3 separate regions of the Mus musculus genome follow, and regions 1 and 3 are each linked to region 2. A link is a contact called in public Hi-C and promoter capture Hi-C data. All regions are on one chromosome and are shown on one strand. The core of a region is the stretch at or near the end of the contact, and the rest is flanking DNA. Distances in the headings are between cores, read along the strand shown. Region 1 holds the start of Slc2a5 (solute carrier family 2 (facilitated glucose transporter), member 5). Region 2 holds the start of Pik3cd (phosphatidylinositol-4,5-bisphosphate 3-kinase catalytic subunit delta). Region 3 holds the start of Gpr157 (G protein-coupled receptor 157).

Evidence for each region. Promoter capture Hi-C pulls out the DNA fragments that hold promoters and counts their contacts. A called contact is a pair of places that touch in the nucleus more often than the background predicts.
Region 1: a contact with region 2 is called in a Hi-C map of myocytes, with 2.8 times the contacts expected there. The contact joins the promoter of Slc2a5 here to the promoter of Pik3cd in region 2. A contact is called at or near these places in 2 of 39 promoter capture datasets (hippocampal neurons and pre-B cells), 1 of 484 Hi-C or Micro-C datasets (myocytes), 1 of 115 datasets of contacts at active chromatin or transcription factors (neural tube) and 1 of 9 other capture datasets (embryonic stem cells).
Region 3: a contact with region 2 is called in a promoter capture Hi-C map of pre-B cells. The contact joins the promoter of Gpr157 here to the promoter of Pik3cd in region 2. A contact is called at or near these places in 2 of 39 promoter capture datasets (embryonic stem cells and pre-B cells), 1 of 15 datasets of contacts at CTCF or cohesin (embryonic stem cells), 5 of 484 Hi-C or Micro-C datasets (embryonic stem cells, nephron progenitors and palatal mesenchyme) and 5 of 115 datasets of contacts at active chromatin or transcription factors (T-cell acute lymphoblastic leukemia, astrocytes, fibro-adipogenic progenitors and 2 more).

What each region holds. Positions count from the first base shown.
Region 1 is chr4:150,117,635-150,121,749 of GRCm38.p6, reverse strand. It overlaps Slc2a5 (solute carrier family 2 (facilitated glucose transporter), member 5), which reads right to left and starts at 2,406. Exons shown (of 14, transcript NM_019741.3): 1 at 2,200-2,406; 2 at 1,702-2,095; 3 at 985-1,066. The coding sequence starts at 1,014.
Region 2 is chr4:149,661,172-149,665,540 of GRCm38.p6, reverse strand. Pik3cd (phosphatidylinositol-4,5-bisphosphate 3-kinase catalytic subunit delta) reads left to right here and starts at 2,225. Exons shown (of 22, transcript NM_001164052.1): 1 at 2,225-2,397. The coding sequence starts at 2,257.
Region 3 is chr4:150,085,716-150,089,630 of GRCm38.p6, reverse strand. Gpr157 (G protein-coupled receptor 157) reads right to left here and starts at 2,128. Exons shown (of 4, transcript NM_177366.3): 1 at 1,495-2,128. The coding sequence starts at 1,877.

The sequences.
Region 1 (4,115 bases), core at 1,157-3,656, 460 kb before region 2:
AACTAAATTATCGAAATAAAGCATCTTGCCAAGGTTTTAGCTGCAGCTAAACGGGCGATGAGCTGGAACCAATCACAGGTGCTTCTCCCTCCTAAGACCACGCCCACCCTCTATGCCATAGGCCAAGCTTCCAGTCCATGTGTTACGGACCTTGGTAAATAATATTTTGCACAGATGCCTGCTCCTCCCTAGCCACATACAAACAAACGCCGTGGGAAGGATTAAAATGCAAATTCCTTGAATGTGTTCATCAATTCATGTAACATTTTTTTGTTTGTTTGGTTTTTTTTTTTTTTTCGAGACAGGGTTTCTCTGTATAGCCCTGGCTTTCCTGGAACTCGCTCTGTAGACCAGGCTGGCCCTGAACTCAGAAATCCACCTGCCTCTGCCTCCCAAGTGCTGGGACTAAAGGCGTGCGCTACCACTGCCCAGCTCATGTTACCTTCTTGGCGCTGGAAATTTTTCTCAACCAAGGAAATCTACACCTAATCCCTACTTACACTGTGAGTTTGGAAGAGAAAGGAAAAAAAAATTTTTTTTTTTTTTTGACAAACAGGGTCTTTATCCTAGGCTGGCTTTGAACTCCCTTTGTGGCTGAGATTAACCTCAAACTCCTCATCTCCCACCTCTACCTCCCAAGGGCTAAGGCACAAGCGTGAGCCATACCTGCTTCACCTTGGACTTTCTGGACCCATGGTAAGTACTCTACGAGCAGAACCATACTCACCAGCCCCGTTTCAGGCACTTTCCGAGAGCTGTTCCGGTGGCAGGATTCCTAACGGGCATCTGTCTACAAACACTGCACTGACTCCTATAAAACCCTACTCTTTGCTGGGCTTCTGAGCAAACTGCCCTCTTCCAGACAAGCGCATCCCGCCGCCCAGGGCAGGTTCTGCAATACCTGAGCAAGAAGCTGAGCAGTCGACACCCACCCCCGCCCCCGCCCCACCCCCCTCCTCTGACCGCTGCCAGCCACATACTCACCCCTGTCTCCTCTTGATGTTTTTCCTCCATCGTTGCTCTGCAAGTGCAGCCTGCGGCTCACCTCCTCAAAGTGCCAGCTGTGCTGTTCGGGAGGGAAGATATTTAGGCTGCACTTTGGCCGTGCCAACTCTCAGCCAATTGCATTTTTATTGCTAGTCTAAGTCAGAATAACCCTTTCAGGCACCGGCAGCGTTTGCCCTGCCTTTCACTTCTGCTTTTAAGTTAAACATGTAGAGTTTGGCTAAGCCAGTGGGTCCCCTGAAACTGTGGACTCAGCGAGGTACCCAGGGGAAACAGCCTCCACTGCTCAAGTCTTCACCAGGCACGGCCTTGAAAAATGACTAGAAAGTGTATTTCTGTCTGGAACACATGGACAGCAACAGCTGTCACCAGCCCTATGCCACATTAGATAATGGGCTAACATATGGGGCTGTAAAGGCTTAGCCTAGTGTTTCCCACCACACCTTCTACTGCCAAGTGTCCCTAGTGGAGAGTCAGTTCTTGCTCAAGCAACCATGATGAAACTGTTATTATCGTTACTATCACTATTATTATTGGTGCTGGAGACCGAGTACGGATTGCCTGTGCTCTAGGGCTGAGCTATCTACCCTGGCCTTAGGTAACGCTGTTTGAGGAGAAAACTTTATTTTGTCTTTTTAAGGAACCCCGAGCGGCCCGGAGAGATACACTTTTCAGTACTGGGAAAGTAGCAAATACCTTCTTGTACTCTTCCTTTGCAGGGCAGGCTAAGTCCCCAGAGGCTGGTGTGAGTCCAGCAATCTGCCCACAAGCTGGTCACCACGGGCTCCGGCGCTCAGCACGTGTTCAACTGCTACCGGACTGACCAGGCCAGGCAGCCAAAACCTGAGCAAAGTCCCACCAGGCCCGCAGATTTTCATCCTTGTTAGACATGCTCCTTTGATTTATTAGCTGTTGCTCGAGTTCAGTCAGCAGATGTCTTTCTTCTTGTCCTTCACCCTTCAGCCGTTTATCAGGAGCCCACTCTGCATCCAGAAGTGTAGATCCGCTCGGGTAGCAATGGACAGTGGGGGCGTCTCCTTCCAGGAAAACTTCCTTGTTTTCTTCCCACTCCAACACGGTGGCTCTTCAACTAAGGCGTGACGGGGCCAGAGAGATTCATGTATTTCAAATAGTTTGAAGAAAAACAAAACCTTCCAAAGAAAATGCACGTAAATTGTAGGTGGTGTCACTTACTTCGGGGGCGGGAGTGAGAGGTGGGGTACAGAAATAACGAGCCGAGTTTACAATCTTGGGAGCGTAGGGAACAGAGGCCAGCTTCTTGGCCCCCAACTATTAATCTTCTCTCTGCCTGTTTTACTGTAAAATGAGATCTGAAAGCTGAGGGTTCAATCCCTGCCTCAACTTTCTCAACAGGGTAGGTGGGTGGGTGGGTGCAGGTCTGTGGTCAGACCCTGAGAGAAGTATTCGGAGTGGGAGTCTGGTTTCTGCGCAGTCGCAGTTCAGCGCGACCAACGCTCATCCTCAGTCCCAAGAGCACTTGCGGTTGAGGTGAGCCGGGGAGGGGTGCGGAGGGGCAGGAGCGGGTAGGGGGCGGGGGCGGGGGAGGGGGCGGAGCTGCATGCGTCCCTGTGTCCCCTGGAGGGAGCTGGCGATTCTGTCTGGTCCTCTGGGCTGGCAACTGCAGTCTGCCCCAAGGACATCCATCCCCAGGGCTCTCTTCTCCAAGAGAGAAGAGAAGGTCATTCTATAGACATGTCTTCTGTGTCCCCTGAAGAACCTGTCCGCAATTTCAGGACCCAGCCAAGCCACGGCCAACAGGGTGGAGGGCTGGAAGGTGGGCAGTGGGCACTCTTAGGAACACAGTACCCTGGGTGCATCTGGTTTGAAAGTGTGTGGATGGATCCTCTTGGTTTTCAGACCTCCCAGATGGATCCGGCCTGCTGAGCCTTCCCTGGCCATCTCGCCCTTGCTTCTGTGGCTTCTGAATGCGGCAGGAAATCCACCGCTGTATCTAAGCTTTGGGATTCATTTTTATGCTTTTGTTTGTTTGTTTGTTTGTTTGTTTGTGTTTTGAGACTGAGTTCCATTATGTAGTCCAGGGTGTTGTGGAATTCACTGTATAGTCCAGGTAGGTCTTGAACCTGAGAGAGCCTGGTCTCGGATTCCCAAATGTTAGGGTTACAGGTCTGAGCCTCTGGTTCAATGGGACCTTTAAAAAGGCCTTTAATAAGCACTAATAAACCCACGGACATTTTGGTGAGTTAAAGAGCACAGAATGAGGCGGGTGGAAAGAATACATGTGACGAATTACTAATATTTCCAGGAATTTGACCTGGGTTTAGCAGCCATCTCTGATAAGAGCCAAGGGATTGTCTTAAAGAGAAAAGGGAGTGGCCAGGTGCAGTTCTCCGGGCTGGACTCTAGAGGGCCTTCTTCCATACCTTTCTCTTGGGGAAGTCATTTGATCCACAGTGGGGAAGGATGTGAGACAGGCCGAGCCCACCAAGCAGCCTCTCAGATCTTTTATATTAAGTTGCTTCTAAAATATTTTAAAATATCTATGTCATTTTACGTGAGTGTTTTGCCTTCATGTATGTGTGTACTGCATGTGGAAACTGGTGCCTGCTTAGGTCGCAAGAGGATGATAGATCCCCTTGAAGTGGACTTACATGTATGGTTCTGAGCCACCATGTGGGTGCTGGGAACCAAACCTGGCTCCTTTGCAAGAAGAACAAGAGTTCTTAACTGCTGAGCCCTCTCTCCAGCCCTTAAATTGCCTCTAAGTAGGGAAATAACTTTGCCAAAAATTCTGGGATGAAGGTCTAGGTCTCAGATCCCAATTCCAAAACCACGATTAGTAACACAACACAGAAACTTTGTCAGTACACAGTCCAGAAGAAGAGTATTGCTCAGTGTGGTGGCACAGCCTACGATCCCAGCACTAGGGAGGTGGAGGCAGGCTATCAGAAGATCTAGGCCATACTTGGATAGACAGTGTGGGCTATGCAAGACCATGTCTAAAAAAAAATAAAAAATAAAAGGGGGGGAGGGAGGAAGGAAGAGAGAGAGAGAGAGAGAGAGAGAAGGGAGGGTGAGGGAGGGGAGGAAAACCTAAATGTTTGGAAGCTGCTCTTTCTGGGATGTGAGTT
Region 2 (4,369 bases), core at 976-3,475:
ATAGACATAATTTTCTGCCACCAGATGGGTAAATGCAGCTGTGACCTTCCTTTTCACGGGACTGAAAGACAAGAACACAAAACATCTGCTTGCCTCAGACCCAGACCTTTGGGTAGGGTTCCTCAGAAGCCCAAGCCTGTATTCATGTGACCGAAGGTACCCCTGAATTCCCAAGCTTGGAAAGAATGCATTGTAGATGCAACCCTCCAGATTCCTGCCTATTCCCCTGCCCGAATTTTAAATTAAAAAAGGAAAACTTTGGCCTTAGAAAGAGGAACCCCAAGTAGGACGTGGTTTCACACTCAGAGGAAGTAGGTACCAGCAGCTACTGGGGGTGGGGGCGGGGAGGTGAGAGGTGGGGGCACAGGAGGCATGCCCGGAGCAGCTGCTGCCCAGTGAGTCAGGCCCAGCCCAGTTGGTACCACCACCAATAGGGACATCTCTCATAAACCAAATATGTCATTTAAATCCAGGAGAATGTGACCTTGTGGTAGGCATGGACATTTTCTGTTATGTTTTGGTGTTGGGCTCCAATTCAGAGCCTCAAGCATGCTGAGCTGTCCTTGAGCTACGCACCCCAATTCACAAGTCTTTTTGTCTGTCTTTCTTTCTTTCTTTCTTTTCCTCCTCTTTTTTTTTTTTTTTTGAGATAGGGTCTTATGTAGTCGAGGCTGGTCTTGAACTTGCAATGTAGTAGAAGATGGCATTGAACTTCTGATCCTCCTGTCTCTGCCTGCTATGAGCAGGGATTACAGATGTGCAGAGCCGTACCCAATGTGTTTATGTGGTGTTGGCAAGTGAATGCAGAGGGGTGTGTGTGTGTGTGTGTGTGTGTGTGTGTGTGTGTGTGTGTTGGTAAGTACTCTACCAACTGACCCACACACCCTCAGCCTAGAATTCTGGTTTTTTTTAAAGAATTAAAATAGGGCAGGCACAGTGGTGCACTCCTTTAATCCCAGCATTTGGGAGGTTGAGGTTTCACAGAGTTTGAGGCCAACCTGGCCTACATAGTAGAGACTCTATTTCAAAAACAAAACCAAAAAACTAATCAAAATAATAAAGCATAAAGTAGACAAATTTGATTATATGAACATTAAAGCTTCTTTCAGCACTAAATGGGAAATCTGTGTGCCCCCCCCCCCTGTCTCCCCCTCCTCCAAGTCTGTGCAGTTGGGGGAGGGGGGGAGGGGGAGGGGGGGAGGCAGAAAGAATGCGGAAGCCCAAGGCTGGTGAGGAGGGTTGCAAGCAAGTGATGTTTTCTTGATATGATGTGGCTGTTGCATCCAGGGACTCACAGAGGCAGTAGGCTCCTTGCAAAGGACCTACCTGCACAAGCCTGGGTCTGTGGGTGTCCCACAGCTCGGCTCTGAAGAGTCACTAGGCAGGCAGGTTTTCAAAGCTCACTGAAAATACTAGGAATTGCTCATGAACGCACACTAGTAATAAGAGTATGAAAACATGCCTACAGTTGATTAAGTGGCTAGATTCCAGGTTGCAGTGACCTGGAAGGGGGAAGCTGGTGGCGACGGGGAGGGATTTGGTGACTGGGAGTGTGGGTGGTGAACACACCCTGTGTCCTGTGATCTGTTATGTTTTGTTATTGCTGTGGTGCTGTGGAGGGGGCAAGGGGTGGCTGAGGGTTGGCATGACCGATATCGTAACTCCTTAGATAAAGTCATGTATTCTTTCTCCGTGCGTGCGTGCGTGCGTGCGTGCGTGCGTGCGTGCGTGAGAGAGAGAGAGAGAGAGAGAGAGAGAGAGAGAGATCTCACGGTCATCAAGCTGGTTTTGAACTTACTATATAACCGAGGCTGGCTTTGCTCTCCTCCTGATCAGCCCCCTTCACCTCCCAACTATTGGAATTGTAAGCAGGTGCCACTGTGCTGTGGCCAGCTCGTCAGCGCTGGTTTTAAGCTAATTGGTCTCTGGCCAGAACATTTTTAAGAACTGAAGAGTTTTATCTTTGGTTTTCAAGCATCTACCTGTTCTTGTTTCCCACTGTGGGTCACCTGTCGGCCACAGTGCGGTCTTTTGGCCTATGGCATGTCCACCTGTAATAAGAAGCACCTCGGCCTATAGGGTGGCTTAAATTGGTGGGAGTCACAAGCCACCTAGGCAGGATGCTGCCTCATGTGTAGCAAGCTTTGCATGTCCTCCTGTGGCCCAGATCTGGCCGTCCCATTGGCCAAAGCCTTAGTTCATCATGCCTTTGCCTTTCCCACAGGAAAACAGACCTCAGAGAAGTAACACAACAGGATGCCCCCTGGGGTGGACTGCCCCATGGAGTTCTGGACCAAAGAGGAGAGCCAGAGCGTGGTTGTTGACTTCTTGCTGCCCACAGGGGTCTACTTGAACTTCCCCGTGTCCCGCAATGCCAACCTCAGCACCATCAAGCAGGTAGAGCCATGGCCGCTTCTCACACCTTGATGCTCAGGGAGACACTGTTCACAGACACAGAATTTCAGGGCAAAAACTGTGTGTGGGAACTGACCAGAGGCAGGCAGCCTTGGCTGCCATTTCTCAGGAGCAGGGCACCTTATTTTCCTTTCCCCCTCCCCTCCCCTCCCCTCCCCCTCCCGTCCCCCTCCTGTCTCCTCCTCCTCCTCCTTCTCCTCCTCCTCCTCCTTCTTCTTCTTCTCTCTCTCTCTCTCTCTCTCTCTCTCTCTCTCTCTCTCTCTCTCTCTCTCTCTCGATATAGGATCTCACTGGAGTAGGCTATACTATCTGGCCAGCAAGTCAACCTTTCTCCACCTCTTCCATACTGGGATTGCAAAAGAGTGCTATTATCCCCAGCCACTTGTTTTGTTTATAATTTACTTATTTTTATTTCATGCATATAGGTATCCACCATATGTGTGTCTGGTGTGCAACAGGGGCCACAATAGGGCTTTGGGTCCCCTGAAACCAGAGTTACAGATGGCTTTGAGCCACCATATTCTGCCGAGAATTGAACAGAGGCAGCCAGTGCTCTTAACTGCTGTGTCATCTGTCCAGTCCCCCTCTGCCTCTAAAATGTGGATTCCGAGGAACTGACTCTGTCCTGATGCTTACAAAGCACATGTCCTACCCGCTGAGCGCTTACCCTCAGCTCTTACCCTCAGCCCTTAGATGTGAAGTCTACAAGATACAATTTCTAAGAATTGTCTCAAAACCTGTGGTTTAAACTCCACTTATCATTCCAAAGTCAGCTTCCCCTTTAACAGTATGCATTTCCCTTTACTAGATTGCTAGATTGCGAGCCAGCTTTGGGGCTGCCTCTGGCTGGGCTCGCATCCCGCTCATGACTGGGCGGTCATTTTCGGAACCACTCTGTCCACAGAGCAAGGGCCTTGCAAGCCAACTCGTCTTTAGAGTTGTCACCCCGGCAGTAAACACCATTGTTAGAAAGAGGTTTGGGGTTTGCTGAATCATTTTCAGGGTGATTTACTGAGTGAGCATCGCACACATCTGGATGGCATTTGGTGGTTTCTGTCTATGACTTAGACAGGGCTCTGCAACCCACTAAGTGTGGGATCTACTGGATTGTGTTTTGAGCGGGCGAAGGATGAGACCTTACCTCGGAATTTTAAAAGCCATAAATGGAAATAGGAAAACCAACTGCAGGAACAAGAATCATCTTTGTGCCCACCCTAGATTTCCTTTAATACTATTTTTTTCCCACTATGGAAGCAATATAGACTCACTAAAATTTAGGAAGATAAGAAAAAGGCAATTAGGAGTATAGCTCAGTCAGTAGAGGGCTTGCCTACAACACATGGCTCGCCTACAACACATGGCTCACCTACAACACATGGCTTGCCTACAACACATGCTACCCTGGGTTCTATACCCAGCACATCATAAACTGGGTGTGGCCATCCACACATGGAATCCTGGCACTGGGAGACTGGAGGGTCAGGAGTTCTGGGTTCTCCTAAGCTACACAGTGAGTTCAAGGATATTCTGGGCTCTTGTCTCAAAAAAGGAGAGGAAGGCAGGCTGGCGAGATGGCTCAGCAGGTAAGGGTGCTTCCAAGCCCACAACCTGAGTGTGATCCCCAAAACCAACATGGTAGAAGGAGAAAGCCAACTCCTCAGCTGTCCACTGACCTCTGCACGGGCACCAGTAGATATGTCCTCCCTCTACCACAATAAGTCAACAAGTGTTGAAAAACAGAGAAAGAAGGAAAACCATTTGTGATTGGGCTACGTGAGATAATATAGTCAATACCTCCACTAGTTCCTGGTTTTGGTTTGGTTTGGTTTGGTTTGGTTTGGTTTTTTGAGACAGGGTTTCTCTGTGTAGCCCTGGCTGTCCTGGAAGTCACTTTGCAGACCAGGCTGGCCTCGAAATCAGAAATCCCCCTGCCTCTGCTTCCCGAGTGCTGGGA
Region 3 (3,915 bases), core at 879-3,378, 420 kb before region 2:
GAGAGATCCTTGGAAGAAAGGTCCAACCCTGGGCTCCCTTCCCAGTGCCTGTGACCACCTGGCATCACACTTGTGGTGTCTCACACAGTCAGTGTCTGCTGCATGCTGGAGGGGAGAGAAACCCCAGACTCCTTCTCAGTAGGTCCCTACCTGTAACATGGTGACATGGCACAAAGATTTTGCTTGGCAAGTGGAGAGGAGGGCTCTTTCGTTTCTTTAGGACCGGCTGGTCTCCTTCCAACAGCTACAAGAACAGGAGGTCAAGTGACTCTTCCCAGCTTGTGGCCTCTGCGTGTGACACCCAGGTGACCTGTCTCTACCAAAGTGCTGACTACCCGCTCGGCCCTTGGAAAGCATTCAAGTTTTTAATAGAAGGGACCTATAATTAGGGCGGACGCTGGTGCCTTGAGCTGAGGCAAAGAGACAGGAAACAAGCCTTAGGCTTCCTGCCTCAAATTCTGCGCAGACTGCCGAGAATTTCAAACTGAAACGACAGGAGGGAAGGCTGGCCTCTGGGCACAGCTTTCTTGCTGACAAGCGTGAAAGAAGAGTGGACCAGCATAGTGCAGGGCCTTGGGCTTCCCCACTCTCAGGGACTCCAGGTGGCTGACAGCCTGACCCTGACCTGAGTTCTCGACAATCAAGACCACATCGAGTGACCTGGAGAGATGGTTGAGAGCATGGTTAAGAGAAGTGATTAAGAGCACTTCTTGCTCTTGTAGAGGACCTTGGTTCAATTCCCGGCACCCACATGATGGTTCACAACCATTTGTAACTCCAGTTCCAGGGGATCCGATACCCTCGTCTGACCTACGAGGGCGCCAAGTACACATACACGTGACACATACACATACATACATGCAGTCAGTTCACACACATAAAATAAAATGAATAAATCTTTTTTAAAAGCGTCTAAGAAAGTGCAGGTAATGGGGGCCTGAAGTTTATAAATGTCGTGAAAAGCTTAAAGAAGCATACCTCTGTGCATTTTACAGTTGGCACACTATCGTCTGAGAGTGGCTGGACGCACCACAACCACTGTGGTATAGAATTGGAAGCTGTGGGCTTTTAGGCCAGGGCAGCCACCTAACTCATCTTCTAGCCTGCAGACTGGAACTTCTCTCCATGGGCAGCAGAGACTGCCAGATCGCGGTGAAGTAGGAGGCAAAGGGCACAGACTGTCTCCAATTCCTTTCTAAATGGCAGACCTCTTCCTATGGGCAAGTTCTGCACCCACCCACACCTTGCTGGGAGATTCTGGCTGGGGCAGATACAGAGACCACCCTCTTCAGAGACGCTCAGACAGGTTTGGCTCCAACTTTTTGGGCAAGTTGGGCACCCTTCCATGGTTCGGGGATGCATGTGACTGCCAGTAGGACACACCACCTTGACACCTAGATAGGGAAAGCACGAATGCCACAGCACAGCACGCAAGGCCCGGGACCCATAAGCCTGGGTCTGGGGCCTGGAGGCAAAGCCGGGTCTCCTACTCACCTGATGAGGTGAAAAGCCCAGATTAGGTGGTCCGTGGAGGGCCCGCGCGTAGTTCGGACGATGCTGAGGTATAGGTAGAGGGCGATGGCCACCGTCCAGAAGAAGGAGCTGGTGTTGGCGAAAGTAGAGAGAGCGCCCTGAAGGACGCAATCCCACGAAGTGCCCGCAAAGTCCTGCAGCACTCCGTAGAAGTACGAGGCAGCCGAGAGCAGGTCCGCTAGCGACAGGAAGAGTAGCAGGCGCCGCGCCCGGCTACGCAGGTCAGGCCACAGGGCGTGCGTGGCCACCAGGAGGCCCGAGCCCAGAGCTGACAGCGCACACGACAGCAGCACCACCGCGCGCTCCCACGGCAGCAGCTCGGTGGGAGGCGCGGGTGAGGGCATGGTGGGTTGGGGACCAAGGGCAGACAGCCAGGGTGCACAGGCCTAAGGGTGCCGAGAGGTCGTGGCCAAGCCGAGCCCGCGGTCGCCTCTGTCTGGGCATTTGGCGCCCGGGCTCGCGTCCCCACGGGTCCCGCCTGCGTCCCAGCCCCGCCCAGTCTAACAACTACACAACAGCGGTCTCACCGCGGCGCCCTCCACTCCCTGTCCCTGAGCTCTACAATCCTACCCTGAGTCCTCCAGGTCCCTCCCTTGAGCACTCCACGCCCGCCCCTGAGCACTCTAATCTCGTCCCGAGTCCCCGCCCCTGCTGTCTCCAAGCTGGTAGCCCCTTCATGAGCTCTCCACACCCCGACTCTGTAACCCTGCGCGCTCTCCTCGCGTCCCGCCCCTGCACCCCGCCCCTGCGCAGTAACACATCCGAATCTGAAGCTCCAGCGCTCCGCCCCTGAGCTCTCCATGTCCCGCCCTGTAGCCCCAGAGCCCCGCCCAGCCTCCTTCAAGCTCCTCCCATGCCCCCCACTTGCGCATTGCTCCGCCCTGATGCTCTTTCAGCCTCAAGCTCAATCGCTTCTCCGCGTTTCCCCACGCCTCTGCGCCTCTACGCTTCCCTCTTACCTAGTACCTCCCAGTCCTGTCCCAATCGTTGCCTTCTGCCTCTCAGAGCCACTCTAGGAGGTTAGCAAATGGCCAGGACATCCTGTTCTGGGGGTTGGGGGGAGGCGGGGAGGGGAGAATGGCATTTTTAAGGCTAATGTTACTTTCCCCTGATCAGCCTGCTTACGTGTGTGTTGGGGAGGGGAGGGGTGGTTGCTGGAAACATTCTTTCCGATGGTGGCAAAAACAGGTCCAGAGCATGGCCTACATTCCTGAAGCTTGGGTACTCGAAATCTTCACAAGATCTGTGGTGGTGATTTGGGGAAGTTTCTAACTTTTGTTACAATGAAAGTATTGTGTTTTTGTGGGGCTGGGTGTACAACTCAGGACCTTACACATCCCAATGAAGTGCTCACCTACTGAAATATATATATACTTTTAGTTCCTTGTTTATTCTATATACCTTATTAGTGCTATTTTAAAAATACATTTTATCATTTTACGTGCGTGGATATTTTGTCTGCACGGATGTACCTGTACCATGTGTATGCAGTGCCCACAGAGGCTAGAAAAGTGCGTCAGACTCCCCACCCCCTGCACCATGTGGGGGCTGGATTCGAATCTGATCCTCTGGAAGAGCAGCAAGTGCTCTTAACCGCTGAGCCATCTCTCCAGCGCCAGGTGCGATGTTAAGGAATGAAACATTAGTGCCTATGAGATGGCCTTGAGTAATTGCCAGGGCAGAATAACACTGACAGTCTGAATTTGATTCTCAGGACGCACTTGGTGGGGTAAATTGTCATCTGACCTCCACATCTGACCTCCACACCTGTGGCTGGCGTACCCCCATACCCATAAATTTAAAAAAATGTAATTTTAAATATGTTACATGAAAAGAAAAAAGTAAGGAAGCATAGTTCCCAGTTTACAGAGGTTTTTTTTTTTTTTCTTGTTTGAACATTTTGTATTTCTTAGGGATGGAGATACTTGTGCAAGATCCAGCTTGCATATTCGATGGCCCACAACCACTTATGACTCCAGCTGCAGTGCATCCCATGGCCTGCTCTCTAAGGGCAAGGTACTCGCAAGCACATAAGTTAGTATGGGGGCACACACACACATAATTAATAATAATAATAATAATAATAATAATAAGGCCGGGAAGTAGTGGCGCACGCCTTTAATCCCAGCACTTGAGAGGCAGAGGCAGGTGGATTTCTGAGTTCAAGGCCAGCCTGGTCTACAAAGTGAGTTCCAGGACAGCCAGGGCTATACAGAGAAACCCTGTCTGGAAAAACCAAAAACAAACAAACAAACAAACAAATAAATAAATAATAATAATAAATTTTTAAAATGTATGTTTTATTGTCATCAACAATGGCCCTTTTAGCCCTACAAGTCACTGAGTTTTAGTACATTTATTAGTTTGTGCAACCACAGTAAT